2 separate regions of the Mus musculus genome follow, and region 1 is linked to region 2. A link is a contact called in public promoter capture Hi-C data. All regions are on one chromosome and are shown on one strand. Each heading gives the region's core, a stretch centred on a gene start, on an enhancer-like site or on the middle of the called end of the contact. The rest is flanking DNA. Distances are from core to core; before and after follow the strand shown.

What was found. Promoter capture Hi-C pulls out the DNA fragments that hold promoters and counts their contacts.
Region 1: a contact with region 2 is called in a promoter capture Hi-C map of liver, with 2.1 times the contacts expected there. The contact joins the promoter of Gnat3 here to the enhancer-like site in region 2. A contact is called at or near these places in 3 of 39 promoter capture datasets (the C10 cell line, liver and macrophages), 1 of 15 datasets of contacts at CTCF or cohesin (the G1E-ER4 cell line), 5 of 484 Hi-C or Micro-C datasets (bone marrow-derived macrophages, cardiomyocytes, embryonic stem cells and 2 more), 1 of 115 datasets of contacts at active chromatin or transcription factors (heart atrium) and 3 of 9 other capture datasets (adipose tissue, embryonic stem cells and liver).

What each region holds. Positions count from the first base shown.
Region 1 is chr5:17,958,040-17,965,045 of GRCm38.p6, forward strand. It overlaps Gnat3 (guanine nucleotide binding protein, alpha transducing 3), which reads left to right and starts at 4,531. Exons shown (of 8, transcript NM_001081143.1): 1 at 4,531-4,757. The coding sequence starts at 4,640.
Region 2 is chr5:17,878,839-17,886,179 of GRCm38.p6, forward strand. It overlaps a transcript of Cd36 not described here. Among named protein-coding and RNA genes, the nearest start is that of Cd36, 47 kb to the left of the region's middle. Within about 2 kb of position 2,208, at least 27 of the 459 cell types and tissues checked have an H3K27ac peak or open chromatin away from gene starts, as enhancers often do. A contact at or near this core is called in bone marrow-derived macrophages, cardiomyocytes, heart atrium and 1 more, where this site is marked.

The sequences.
Region 1 (7,006 bases), core at 3,281-5,780, 82 kb after region 2:
GTATTTAAGTGATGCTTCAAACTCATTTTCCATGGATTATCCATGGACTTTGAACCAAAATTCCCTAACCTCATCAAACTTTATGGTCCTATGTGAATTTGGTTAGTTAACTCATCACTGTTCCCATTTCAAAAGTCTCCCAGATGTCTTCACCACTGGATAAATCTGAAAGAAGTCATGACCCAGTGCTGTTCCAGAGAAGGAAAATCTAGAATAAATAGCACAATCAGGATATGATGAACAATGGTTGTAGGCTTGAGAACAACATAGTACGTTTCCCAAGAAATGAAAGCAATCAGTCTTGGGACAAGCACAGATGTGTGCTAAACACTGAAGCCGGTTACTGGTATAGGAGCCGGGGAAGCTGGAATGCAAACACAGGTGCTTGGCTGTACTGGCTGCCTTTGTGTGTCAACCTGACCCAAGGTAGTCATCAGAGAGGAAGGACCCACAGTTGAGAAATGCCTCCGTGAGATCTAGCTGTATAGAATTTTCTCAACTAGTGATCAATAGAGAAGGGCCCAGCCCATTGTGGGTGGTGTGGTGTCACTCCTGGGTTGATGGTCCTGGGTTCTATAAGAAAACAGGCTGAGCAAACCATAAGGAGCAAGCCAGTAAGCAGCACCCCTCCATGGCCTCTGCATCAGCTCCTGCCTCTAAATTTAAGTCCTGCTTAAATTCTCATTCTGACTTCCTATAATGATAGACATGTAAGCCAAATAAACCCCCCTGCCCCGCCCCTGCCAACTTGCTTTTTGGTCATGGCATTTGGTACAGCAATAAAACTCTAAGACAACTGCCATGAGGAAGAAATTACTCCCCTGGCTGACAAATCCTTGTTCTTGCCTACTCTTGTGCAGAAATTATCCTCACCCATAAGAACCTTCTCATACATAATACTTTCTCCTTACTGTAACCCATATTTCAATGTCTGGTTCTTGGAAAGGATAAATGGTCCCATTTTCTATACTTGTTTGAACACAAGCCCAAAGGATCATCTCAGCTTCAGATCTCCCAGGGATTGCCTGACTTTCCATTGCAACTGCGTTGCAACACAATTTCTTCTTCTAACCATATTTCCTCACTAATTTACCTGATTCTTCCAAAGGAAGCATTCTAATTCAGTTCCTGACAGTATTTTTTTTTTACATTGAAGTGAATTGAAATTGCATGTATAGCTCAATATCATAACATTTGTCTGGCATGAATGTGTCTTTGGACTCAATCCACAAGACAGAGGAAAGGAGAAGGCTACATCATCTTGGTGTTACCCACCTACCTAGGAGGATGAGGCAGGTCGTACAGGGAAGCACACGAGAGAGCACATATACTGATCTGCTTTCTTCATTAAAATATGGACACGGTGGGAAAGAGCCATCTCTAGACCACAAAGGCATTCTTATTTAGAAGAAAAGAAACATGAATGAAAACTAGAAATGGATGTTGAGAAATGCAAGTGATTCAGCCAACTAAAATAGAAAATATGCTTTGAGAACCACTGAGCAATATTTTTGATAGATAGGTGGTAGTGACAAAGTTGTTGATGAAATCTGTAATAGAGAGGGAATTAATTATTAATCTTAGGTATGGGATAATTTAAAATTTGCTATAATCAGGCAGACTGAACAGGGATAGAGCAGTCTTTAATATCAGGAAACGTAAGAAGAAACTGCTGTAACAGTCAAAACTAAAAATCCCCAGGAAACCAGGGAGCTAGTAATATAAATGATATAATATGCTTAGAAAGAAACCTACAATAGAACTTGGGGTAGAAAGAAACACTCTCATAAACAATTAAATATAATCATATCTTCATTCATTAACAGTATATAGGCTAAATAAAGATGAATACCAACTACATCACATACATATTTGTATTGCTTATTACTTAATATAAACAGTGTCATCTCACTGTACCACGTGAAGTACTGACACAGAGAACCAAGTTTTAAGATTGCTTTCTGGAAGCACCAAAAGGCTCGAGCTCTCCAGAGGAAATGCCCTGCTCAGCACTCACTCCCTGGAGTGCACATCTGAGTACCATTATCAAAGGAAGAATGCTTTGTCTGGAGTCCCATGGGGATATACAAGTAGAAAGGTCATTGCTAAGGCAGCAGGGACTCCAAATGTCCAGGGACCCCATGTTTGAAATCAACACCTCTTATGAGATATGAACATAAAATAAAGAACCAAACATCCAATAGTTTGCCTAGATAATTTCTAGCAGAAGATGAGCTACTGTATTCAAGCTCATTTAATAGCTCCAAGGAGAGCCAAGTCAATGACTGTAAAAACCCAGGCAATTAATAATGACAGGAGAAAGAAATACATATACATACATACATACATACATACATATATATATATATATATATATATATATATATATATATATAGTTTGAAATTCAGTAGTAAAAGGCAGATCACCATGGACTTTATGTTCAATAAAATATATAAAATAATGATAAATAAGATTTTTAAATCACCAATTATCTCTGCTAGGAGATTATCCAAAGAATGTAGCCTTAAGCAGCCTGAGAATAATTATTTGTACTACTCAGGTTGTGGTAACTCTGTGAATTAAAGTAGTCAACCTTATCTCACTCAGCCTCAAGCTCGGTTTCTTTCTTGAAATGAGAGACGCCAAAGGAAAGATACCATCACACATTTTGAATGATGTAATGCCTGAAAGGTCATGTTCAATGATTATTCTGAGTAACCACACATGCTGTGTGTGTGTGTGTGTGTGTGTGTGTGTGTTTAGTAATATATCCCATTCTAAATGGCCAGTATATACAGTTCTAACAAGATGGGTTTGGGGATTGTTTCATTTTTCTTGCTTCCAAGAACCAACAAAATTTGTGATTATGACATCTCAAAGACCTAGTTGGCTTTCATTAATAATCTGCTGAGGAAGACTTGGAAAACAAAAACACCAAAACTATCAAAACCACGTATATCCCTGTACAAAAGCAAGGGGTGTATTTATAGGGGGCAAATGACATACTATTTCCTGTCAATCCTTTGCTGGAATGGAACATGCAGGAATGTACATGTACATGTGTGCAATTCAGCCTATGACACATGTCAAAGATGATTTAGTGTACTAAGTCTTTCATTCTGAGGTGGAAGCCTGTCTCCTGGGCTGATCATAAGTAATGTAGCAAGACAGATCTCCTTCCTTTGGGACTAGCTCTTTGCATAGTAAAAGCAATGGCAAATGAGTGGCACAAAGCTTTGCATATGTACCTCTCTGAGTCTTTACTCAGGATGCTTTGACTATGTTTAGTCTTTATCTTCAGCTCAACATATTTAATGTGCAAAAGTAAACAAAGCAGGAATGAGTACTTAGTCTGGTGGCCCATTTCCTTGTTGTATGAATATTCAAAATTCCACCTGCTCAAACTTCACACATGATCTCTGCAAAACAGCAGTGACAGCTTGATTAGATAGTTTTATTCAAGTATTTTATAATTAAATGTACTAAGACACACTACAGTGTAAGACACACTTGCTGTTACAGGCAGATAGCTGTGTTTATAAGAAGAATATTGTTTGACAGTCTACTAAATACCTTTTGCTTCAGATAAACAAACAAAAAAATGTGTAAAAATCTTCTCTTCCCTTGAGGCAGCCAATTTTCAAAAATTTTTAGGATGTTAGTAGGGTAGGTAAAAAATTATGGAACATAGTTGGGTATATTTAGTATTTTGATTATCATCTGATTATCTTTGATATTTTTATATGCTTCCAAAACATTGGTCCTTATTCCGTAAGTATCAACTCAGACTGTGTACCCCCAACACAACAGCTGTTGCTTAATGGCCCTAAAATGTTAAGTGCTGTCCACATTGAACACAGATCAGTGTCCATACAAAGTAGGCCTTCAATTACCAGTGATGGATTGACTTTCACACAGGCAGTAAAAGCTCAATTCATAGTGATTAATCCTATGAGAATAAAAATCCATGTTAAGATACTGGACCTAGAATTTTACATTTATAGCTAAAAAAAAAATGTATAAATATGTAAATCATGTCCTTTGTTGCTATTATTTAAATGTTTTCTAATTTATTGATATATTAAGAGATTCTCAATATTTGTACCAACCTTAGAATAGGCAAAATGGAATTTGAATAGCATCATGCATAATCTTTTTGAGGCTAAGGGGTAATTATGAAGAATCTGAAAAACAAAGTATTTAAAGTTAAAAATGCAAGTGTTTTTGATTAATAGTAAATACAATACCAATAATAAATATTTTCTGTTGGTAAGAAACATTTCACTTGAATTGCCCATCACAGATTTTCTTTAATTTCAAGATTTTGAATGCTTTCCATGTGTTTTGTGCTAAACTCTCAGGCAGGTAAGCATGATTTTGAAGGCGGGCCAGATGTGACCACTTAATTTAAAAGCATAATGAGTTTCCTCTTAAGCTTCCATTGGAGTTGCATGGTTTTTCCTCTTGATCAGGTGACAGATGGACTAGATCCCCTTAGTCAAAGCAGAATTGAGAGCGCAGGGGTAGCTGCTGCCTGTTGTAGCGAGCACCGCTCATATGTCCTATATCTAAACTACAGCTGTGCTCCGTGTTTGAAAAGTTTGAGCAAATCAACTGCCCAGCCACTAACATCAAAAGATGGGAAGTGGAATTAGTTCAGAGAGCAAGGAATCAGCCAGAAGGTCCAAAGAACTGGAGAAGAAGCTTCAGGAGGATGCTGAGCGGGATGCAAGAACTGTGAAGTTACTGCTACTAGGTAATGTGCTTCTCTTTTGCTTTCAGCATCTGATTTTTTCCCCCTTATTTATGACAGACACAGTTGCTTTTCTCAAATTTTAAATTTTTCACTTCCTGGAGGATTAATATAAGGATATGTTTGGAATCCTAAGGGTACTGATTTCACATGAACCCTATATGTATTTCATAATTTATTTTATGCTTCACATTTTTTACATTGTTTAAGAGATAAATATTAGATGCCTCGGTTTATGTCTTTCACAGACTACAGAGTATCATCCCTCAAAGAAGACTCATGCATATTTGTTATTTTGTTGCATTCTATTGTTTACCAAATAACAAGTAAAATACTTAATGACAAGTCATTTTTCAGAAACTGCTTGACACACAGTGGTCACTGGCATAAAACAATAGAATTTGTAACTGCTTGTTGGAGGAACAAGCTGGCAGAGTTGGGCATACTAATTGTTTCTAACTCAGCAACATGAGAGATTTAAGGGAAATTTCACTGTGGACTTCTAGAGAAAGCAGAAAATGTATGATTTAGGGTATTAAAACCCATGATATTTTTAGCACAAAGATATGGTAACATGTATTAGATAAATATATTGTGTACTACAGGAGATGACCCAGTAAGATGCATTGGGTGGATTCAGTCTTCCTTTTCTTGTTTGTTTTTCAGTTTCTTCACAGTCAGGCTATAGGCCAACTAATCAGCCAGTTAGCTTTGGTGTTGAAAGATTAACCTTGTGTTAAAATATTATGTAAATGATTCTCAAAATAAAAAAAAAATTTTAAAAAACCCTCTTAATCAATATAAAAACAAATCCAAGCAAGAACTCTAACTTATTGGCAGCTGTGTATTTACCCTGATATAAGTTATATGCAAAGTAATTCATTATTTCAGGATTGTGGATTTATCATTTTCTAAGTGTTCTTTTGCTTTACTCCCACTACTGTTTCAGCAGCTGCCTGTGGGCTCTGTCTCTTGTTTCTCCATGAAAGGGAGTCTCTCTTTCCTTGCTCTAGTTCTTTGACAAGCCATTCTCATTGTCCTACAAACGTCCACTGCAACACCTGCTATTTGTTTCTTGCCTGTGGATACAACTGATCAACTTCTTCAAGGTCCTGCCTCTTTGACTTCCCCACCCTTGCAGGCTGTACCTCTCTCTCTCTCTCTCTCTCTCTCTCTCTCTCTCTCTCTCTCTCTCTCACACACACACACACACACACACACATACACACACATTAAGTTAATAAAGGTAAGTCTACATGCTGAGATAAATTTCAAGAAGAAATGAAAAATATTTTCAACACACCATTTAGAAATATTTTCTCTTACTTTATAAAAGCACAAATCCTAAGCCAAATCCCTGAAATGGATCAATTACCAGTTACAAGGACGATATTGCTAAACCTCCACAGAGGTATCATGCTTGTGGTTGGTGTGCTGGAGTAACTGACCAACTGCACAGGAGACTGTGCTGGGGAAGAACAGGGTAAAAGAATATGGAGAGGTGACTGAAAATGTGTCAATGAAAATGAAGGCCCCCAAATAGAAAGGTGTAATGGAGAAAATTGAGTTTTCCCAAATTATGAATCAAGAGTTGACCGACTATTATATGCATTGACTTCTATATGCAGAAATGCTAAACACTCTAGAGTCATAACTGTCAGGGCACAATTTGCTATATGTAAAGCTCTGAAATGGAAATAAAAGCATTCCAATTGTTCTTGAACAATTAGCAACTTCATGGGCTTCATTAAGTTGAAAGAGTAACTTTTATTAACAGGGATAAGAAAGAATCATCAGAAGTAATATTATATCTTTCATTTATCCAAGATGATAAGCGTTTTATATATTCATTCTCATGCTACTGTAACAATGCTGAGCTGCTAAGACTTAATTTAATAAAATAAATCAGTCTTCAGTTTTCCCTATTTTGATTTATATTTGAAACATTTGACTGCATTTTCCTTTTGAACTTTGAACTCTAAATTTAATTTCGATGTCAAATTCAAATCAATAAAATCTGTTTTGTTTTCATTTTTAACTAAACTCACATTAGCTACACTGTATTTTTTCATCTTAATCTTGGCTTCATTAAGATATCATACAGTGTGTGACATCAAAGCTTAACCATGATCATGGACAATTCGGAATTTAATCTTGTACTTACAAAACAGAGAAGAAATATACAAAACAAAACTAAACAAAACCTGGTGCGTTCCATCTTGCTTTGATCTTCACTGTCTAGTTAATTTCTA
Region 2 (7,341 bases), core at 958-3,457:
ATAGTCATATGTCTGACTTGAAAGCAGCAACAATGAACATCCACCCTGGGAGAGGATAGTCCTTGAATAGAAAGAATGAACATTTTATTTGTTTAGATGTCATCATCAAAAAAAAAAAGGCAAACTGTGAAGTTTAATCAAAATAGCTTTTGATAGAATACAAAAGGTTGATCATCTTTCATGCCTCTTAACAATCACACTCGTAGCAAAACAACGACATTTTCTATTGAAATATCCAGTGTGTTTTCTCTATCTTATGAGCTAGAGAGGAAATTACAAGAGGAACTTTCTTAGAATCTTATTCCAAACTTGTGTAGAAATGGTGTTTTTTATACAGCCTTTATAATGTAAGTTTGCAGGGTGTTGTGGAAAACAGCCAACTCGTGAGAGCTGACCTAGTCCTACCAATAGACACTGTTTGGCATTCATAACTAGGCTTTCATGTTCTTCTTTAGATAATACCTCTCTGAGATCATAATGAATAAATACTAAAGAAAACCACTCTATAATCATATGTGAACACAGGGAAATTATGAACATCTAAGCCACAGAAACCACGACTTTTTCCACACACTGTGACAACTGCTTCCTTGTCAATTACATCTTTAGCATCATTCTAGTCTCTCCTCTGCCTAGAGAGATTAAAATTGTCTTATCTCACCATCAACTTCAGCTCCCCAACTTTATATTCCTTCCCTAATTTACCAACTGTAATTAAATTCCATCCAATTTTTTAAAAATTTTAGAGTTTCTGTTATTGTTTGGATGTTAATGGAACCAAAAATTCCATATGCTGAAAACATTGTCTTATGAATCAGTGTTCCAACTGGGACAACTGAGAGCTGTTTAAGACATGAAGGCCATAAATTCATGAATGGATTAGTCCATTCATGCATTCATAATTCAAAGGGATATTATAAAGGTATAGAAAATTTAGAAGGCAGAATTAGTAAAAAGCAGGGAACTGGTTTCCTTTGCCCCTTTTCCTATGCTCTTTCTCTCCACATTTGCTCTAGCAAATTAACTTTGTTAAAATTCACTTTACATCCTGATTGAGAACCCCATTTCTCCTCTCTTCCTAGTCCCATGCTTACAAATTCTTCCCCTTTCCCGCCCCTTTGGGTACCACCCCATGCTGCTCTGCTATAATGCTCTGATTCACTGCAAGTCCAGAAATAATGGAACTTCTACAGCATCTAATGACATCATTTCCCCTTTAACTTGTTATACTCAGCTATTTCTTTTTTTCAGTGATGGAAAAATTGCTCAACACAAGTGCTTACTGAGTCACTGTCACTTTGACATACTATATGTTACCTCCTTGTAATAATTAACATCTTCAACCACAGATGTTTTCTGGCAGTCAGCAGAGACAGTGTTAATAGGAACCTAAGTATGAGGAACTCCCAATGCTCTGTATGTTTGGAAGCATAACCTTTGAGAATTTTCAAGAAATCTAAATGTACCTTCTAAGAAGGAGAAACTCTGGGCTAAGAGGAAGAGTAGTGTTAAGAAGTCATCGGGAAATCACCAGGAGGTCACTGGGATAGAGGCTACCTACTCAGGAGTCATGCAGCACCTTAGAGCTTTTTCATAGTTCTATTTCAAAAGAAGGCCAGGAACTGTTCATCTATATGAGCAAGATATCACTCAAAGGAAAAACCCTGGCCACAATGTTATGATGTTGTTATTATAGAAATGTCCATCAGAAGAGTATAATATGGTTTGAGAACAAAACATTCTTCTATCTAGTAACAAGCAAACTCATGATTTTTGAATAGCATTTAAAGAAGAAATAGACAGACACAATATAGAGAGGAAGTTAAAATCTTAAATAATCTGTGTCTCAGTAAACAAGGCACAAATTTCTGGGTTTTTTTTAAAGCAACAGTGATAATAATTGTTACATTATAATTATGACAATTATTTTAAAGCAGGCATCAAGAGTGCCAAGTTCAGTACTCCAGTGTCTACTACCGGTTTTTGAGAAATAATATTCTAAGCCTAGCCTGGTTTACTCCACTGTCAGAGCAAGCTGCATTTTTTCACTGCCTTGTGCCCTATATTTGTTTTCCAATCCCTAGTAGCCTGGAAAGATTTAAAATTAACTCAGACTCTGAGCACGGCACTCCCTGTATGATGCATGTCCTTCCCTAATCTTATCTTGCCCTCAACCCTTTGCCTACATAGCAAGCACCTGCTGGCCAGTCATGCCTGCAACCCAAACCATATTCTGATATGTCTCTCCTCACTGTCAGATTAACACCAAGCACACAGACAAAGAGTGTGTCAAACCTGTTTGATCTTATTTGCATTTTCTGGTTCTGAGGCTTTTATCCTGCCTTTTAAGTTGTTTCTGGTATAAATTGGCAGAATATATTTGAACTTTACAGTCCTCACGTTGCTTGGAATTTACTTTTTATTTTCTTTTTCTAAAATAATATTGTTTATTTTTCGTTTAATGTGTATGAGTGTTTTGCCTGTAAATATGCTGCACAGTATGTGTGTGGTGCCCAGGCAGGCCAGAATAGGGCACTGGATCCCCTGAAATTGGAGTAACAAGACAGTTGTGAGCAGCCATGTAGATGCTGGCAATTAAGCCCTGGTCCTCTGGAAGGGCAACCAGTGACTCATCTCTCCAGTCCCTCAACTATTATTTTTTAAAGATACAATTTCCTCTGTTGTTTACACTCAAACTTCATGATGATCTGCCTGTCTCAGCCGTCCCAGTACTGTGGTTACAGAAATTAGAGACCTCATTCACATGATTCTGGACTTTATTTTGGATACAAATAAGCACAAGCCTGGGATCCTCCCCAAGTAGATCACAAGTCATCTGAAGGACATAGTCCTAAACCATTGATTGAGTTAGAATGTGACAGACACTCCCAGGTGTTGAGAGTGAATGCCAGAGAGAGCAGAAGGAGGTGCTGTGGCACAGGTAGTGGAAGGAGCCATGACATACTTGAGGACTGCAGAAGGCAAGCCCAAGTATAGGGTGGAGTGGCGTGGTTTTGGTAAGGTTTTAGTATAATGTATGAATCACTAAGAAAATGGGCTTTAAAAATATCTTGGGCCATGTAATAGCATCTAGTGCTGCAAATTTCCTTCAGTAAATTTTCATTCTATTATATTTAAGTCAAAGAACAGAACAGCCATTGAACAGAACCAGTTGGTGGTAAGACCAGAGTAAGCTGCTAAAGAAACTAGGAAGGAAATGTAGAGCTGACTTAGCACGTGGGTGTAGAAAGGAGATATTGGGAAAGGTTTCAGAAACATGGACAAGTCATGGATCACCATGACAATGAAATTGGTAGCTGGACCATGCACACATTTAGCTAGTTGGGGGAACTATCCCAGGTTTGAGGACTAAGTATCAAAATTAAAGGAGGTACCACTGGCACTGAAGAAAACATTTGGTTAGTACTGTTTGAGTTTTTTGAGTTAGTACATGTTTTCTAGATGAAGAATCCTGACTCAATCTTTTGATCTTTCTGCTTAATCATTTAAAATAGTATTAATATTTAGTACTTTTAATTTAGTGTAAAAATTGTACTTAGGCTGTTAAATTAATTAATACATGAAAGTCACTGGTATAATCATTATATATATATATATATATATATATATATATATATATAAATATATATATATATAAAACAATATTATCTATAATGTATATATATATATATATATATTAACTCACTAATTTTCTAGAATTACCCTATGAAATAGGTACATTTATCACCCAATTTTACAGTACAGGAGCAAAGTCACAAAGAGTTTTACTAACATGCCCAAATTCACAGACCTGGGGACTTTGGAAGATCTCGGCTTACACCTACATAAAATAGTAATAAGAGAATACTTTAACCAATTATTTATAATTATTTTCATTAAATAATAATCAGTTGCATAATTGTTATCATATTCCATTGTGGTTATCCAATGAGGTCAAATAAGCATATTCTACCTATTTATTTACAATGTAAGAATTTATAGAGTATAATTTATATGCAGAGTATAAATTATTGGCTTTACTGATGTCTAAGACACATTTATGTACAACAAGGCACACAGATTCAGAGGTTATTTCTCATTTATTTTAATGGAAGCACAGTCACCATGAAATTTCAGAATGGCAAGCATGTATATTGAAAGGATTTAGACAGTTTTGAGTCAGCATGCAGCATGCCAGCATCTGAAACTAAAGCCACTAGACATAGAGATACCTGAGTAGACAAGGAAGTGGTTAGAGATACAAGATGTAGACCAAACAATGATCTTAGATAAGATCTTTTAGGAGAAGGGTTGGTGTGAGGGGCTAGGCTTAGATAATGTGAAACCTGGAAAGAGAATTACAGTGAGTATATAAAAGCACTTAAAATGTCTATTAGTCTGAGTCCTTTGCAAAAGTCGGTAGACATTGATTTAAAACTATGTGCAGACTCATTCCCACTACTAATGTTTGATGCATTTGAAGGAAAACAACATGTAAGCACTAGGGAATAGTTGAAACTAGACTTCTGTCCCTAAGTCTTATAAAACAGACCGAGATTTGTTTCTGTGCCATGGAAAATAACCACTCAGCATTCTCTTTTAATGAAAGACCATTCATATTGATTCAATTGCTTTTGTTTACTCTACAGAACTTCTGCTTCAGAAATGCTCCCCGTTACTATGTACGGAAGCTGTGGATGGGAGATTTGAGAAGATAAAATGCATCCTGGACACTCAAAAGGAATATTAATGGCTTAGGGAAAATAATGAGATGATTATGGTCAACTCTTTTATGTTTACCCTCCAGTGCAAAGAGTTTATTTTCCTTTGCTTATCCTTCTGTTTCCTGGTGTTGGTTGATAAAACAATGTTTTACACTATACTGTCATAGGCTGCAGGGCAAGGATGCTACACACAAAAGCATAGAAGACAGAAGGAGTAAACTTTGTGTTATCTTTCAATAGAGTTAGAAGGAAACCAAGAAAGGAAATAAGAAATAGGTGATAGTTGGATCTCTTTTATTAGTCAGCCACAGCAACTACACCCAGAAAAATGTTAAGGAGAATGTGGTCGGGCCAGAAAGACGATTGACTGTACAAATTGTAGTCGCTCACAAAATAAAAGCAAGAAAAATCACAACCAGACACGAGAAAAAGCCAATAAATTCTTAAGAATATCTTTGGATAAACAGTAAGAAATATTGATTTCAGTGTTTCCATTGATTTTATCTTGAGAAAGGTACACATAGCAAAAGGAGTCTAGAAAACTGAGCATGGAAGAAAGATTGTCTATGTCATGCATGCAAGGGGAGAAAAAGGACTCAGACATTGTTGGCTTAATCAATGAACTTGTGGACAGAATCGCTGGAGAATGGTCAGTAACTATGAGGTGCCCATAGAAGCACAGAAAAATTGTAGAGCATTTTTCTAGTAAATTTTAGAGCTATTTTTGAGTGGATGAAAAAAATGAAAGTAAATCAATAAATGTCTATAAAAGATGCTACCAAATCCAAAAGAATGAAAGAATGAGAAGAAAGAAAGAAAGAAAGAAAGAAAGAAAGAAAGAAAGAGAGAGAGAGAAAAGGAAAGGAAAGGAAAGGAAAGAAAGGAAAAGAAAAGAAAAGAGAAAAGAAAGGAAGAAAAAGAGGAAAGAAGGAAGGAAGGAAGTTAGTTTAAGCCCAAGGGTACTGAGATAGGTAATTCTCTAACAACTAACTCCATATTTTATTCAATTGTTTTTCACAAATCTCTGTGTTTTAAGGAAAATGCACGTGGATGTTTTACAAAGTTATGAAACATGAGATGGAAGAACCTCATTCTTAAATTATTCAAACAATTAATTTATTCTAACTAATTGGAGTTCTCAGTGAACATTTCAGATTAGAAAACCTTTACTTGCATTTTGAAATTAGAAAGAGTCTATTTAGTGGGTGCTTGTTCCTGAAATACTGCTGATTCGAGCAAGTGAAGGCCTTGCCATTATGAGACTGTCATTTTAGCCAACAGCACCCACTCTGAGCAATACTGTCCACCTCTGAACGGGTGTGGAGGCAAGTCTCACTTCACAGGACACAGACTTAATTAACATTGCCTACCGGGCGTTGTTCTAAAAGTTCTCTAGCATTGTAAAAGGAAGCCAGACATTTGATGAAGAAGGGAAGCAAACAACTCCGCCCCATACCGATTTATGCTGCTCCCTTAATGTCTCAATTGCCTGTTTAATACATTTTTCCTTCAGCAGCTTGCTCCAGTGTCTATGGGAACGGTTTAGGAAAACTGTACAAATACTTTCAATGTTTTCATTAATGTTCTGGTTTTGTTTATATTTTATTTTGTTATGTTTTTGTTTTTGTTCTAAAAGTTTTATTCTATATGAGCAAAACTGAGAAGTTATGAAAAGGTATTGCTTAGTTATAAGAGGCCAAGACAGTCTATTAATATTCTGTATTGCCTAGAAAAGACACCATAGGACTCATTTCATGAGTAGGTGAGTCTAAAAGACAATAATCCCATCACCAACTGATGCTTTATGCTTCACTCATGAAATCGCAACGGAGAAAGGCTGGTTTCCCTATTTTATGTTTGGGGTTCTAAGCCATGAAACTCCTGTATCAAAAAGTGATTCTCTGACATCATTTCTCAACTTCCCAGATTCAGATGGAGCAATTTCACTTTATGATGACATTGATTACAGCCCAAATAGAGAAGTACAAACCTTCCAGAAAGGACAAAACCAGTATCTAAGTGAATTGTAATCAAATTGAAATGATCTTAATTAAATCACCTTTTAAACATGAAAGAATGATCGACAGTCTATTTTGTGGTGGTAGTCCTTTTCTTTTGTCCAGACAGAGACTCATTCTGTATCCCAGGATCTGTGGCCTGTTAGAGCGATTGCCTCAGCCCCCTGACCTGATGTTCTACACATTCCTGATGGCAGTGTGAAGAACATGTCCTCTCTGCCCCAAAATACTTTTAAATTTGCTATAAAAAATTTGAAAGTATAAAATTTATACTTGAAATATTTGGAGACAATGTATATCAAGGACAGATAATAATAATAATAACAATAACAATGATAAATGTCAAAAGTTGTCCTTATCACATTTTTTAAACCTTAGAAGCACTGAAAGGCGAAGCAGTTTATTTCTAGAAGATCATGCTCTGGCCCTTGATGAATGCTGCCAAGTTGTCTCAGATGTCCCTTCCATCGCCAGTTTTCTGTCATTTCTTCTTTCATATGGTAGTGCTTCTGTGACAAAGATCTCTGGACACACCACATCTTCAAATACTTAGTAGAGAATTACAAAGCACCTAACTAAAAATGCTATGTAATTTTGCA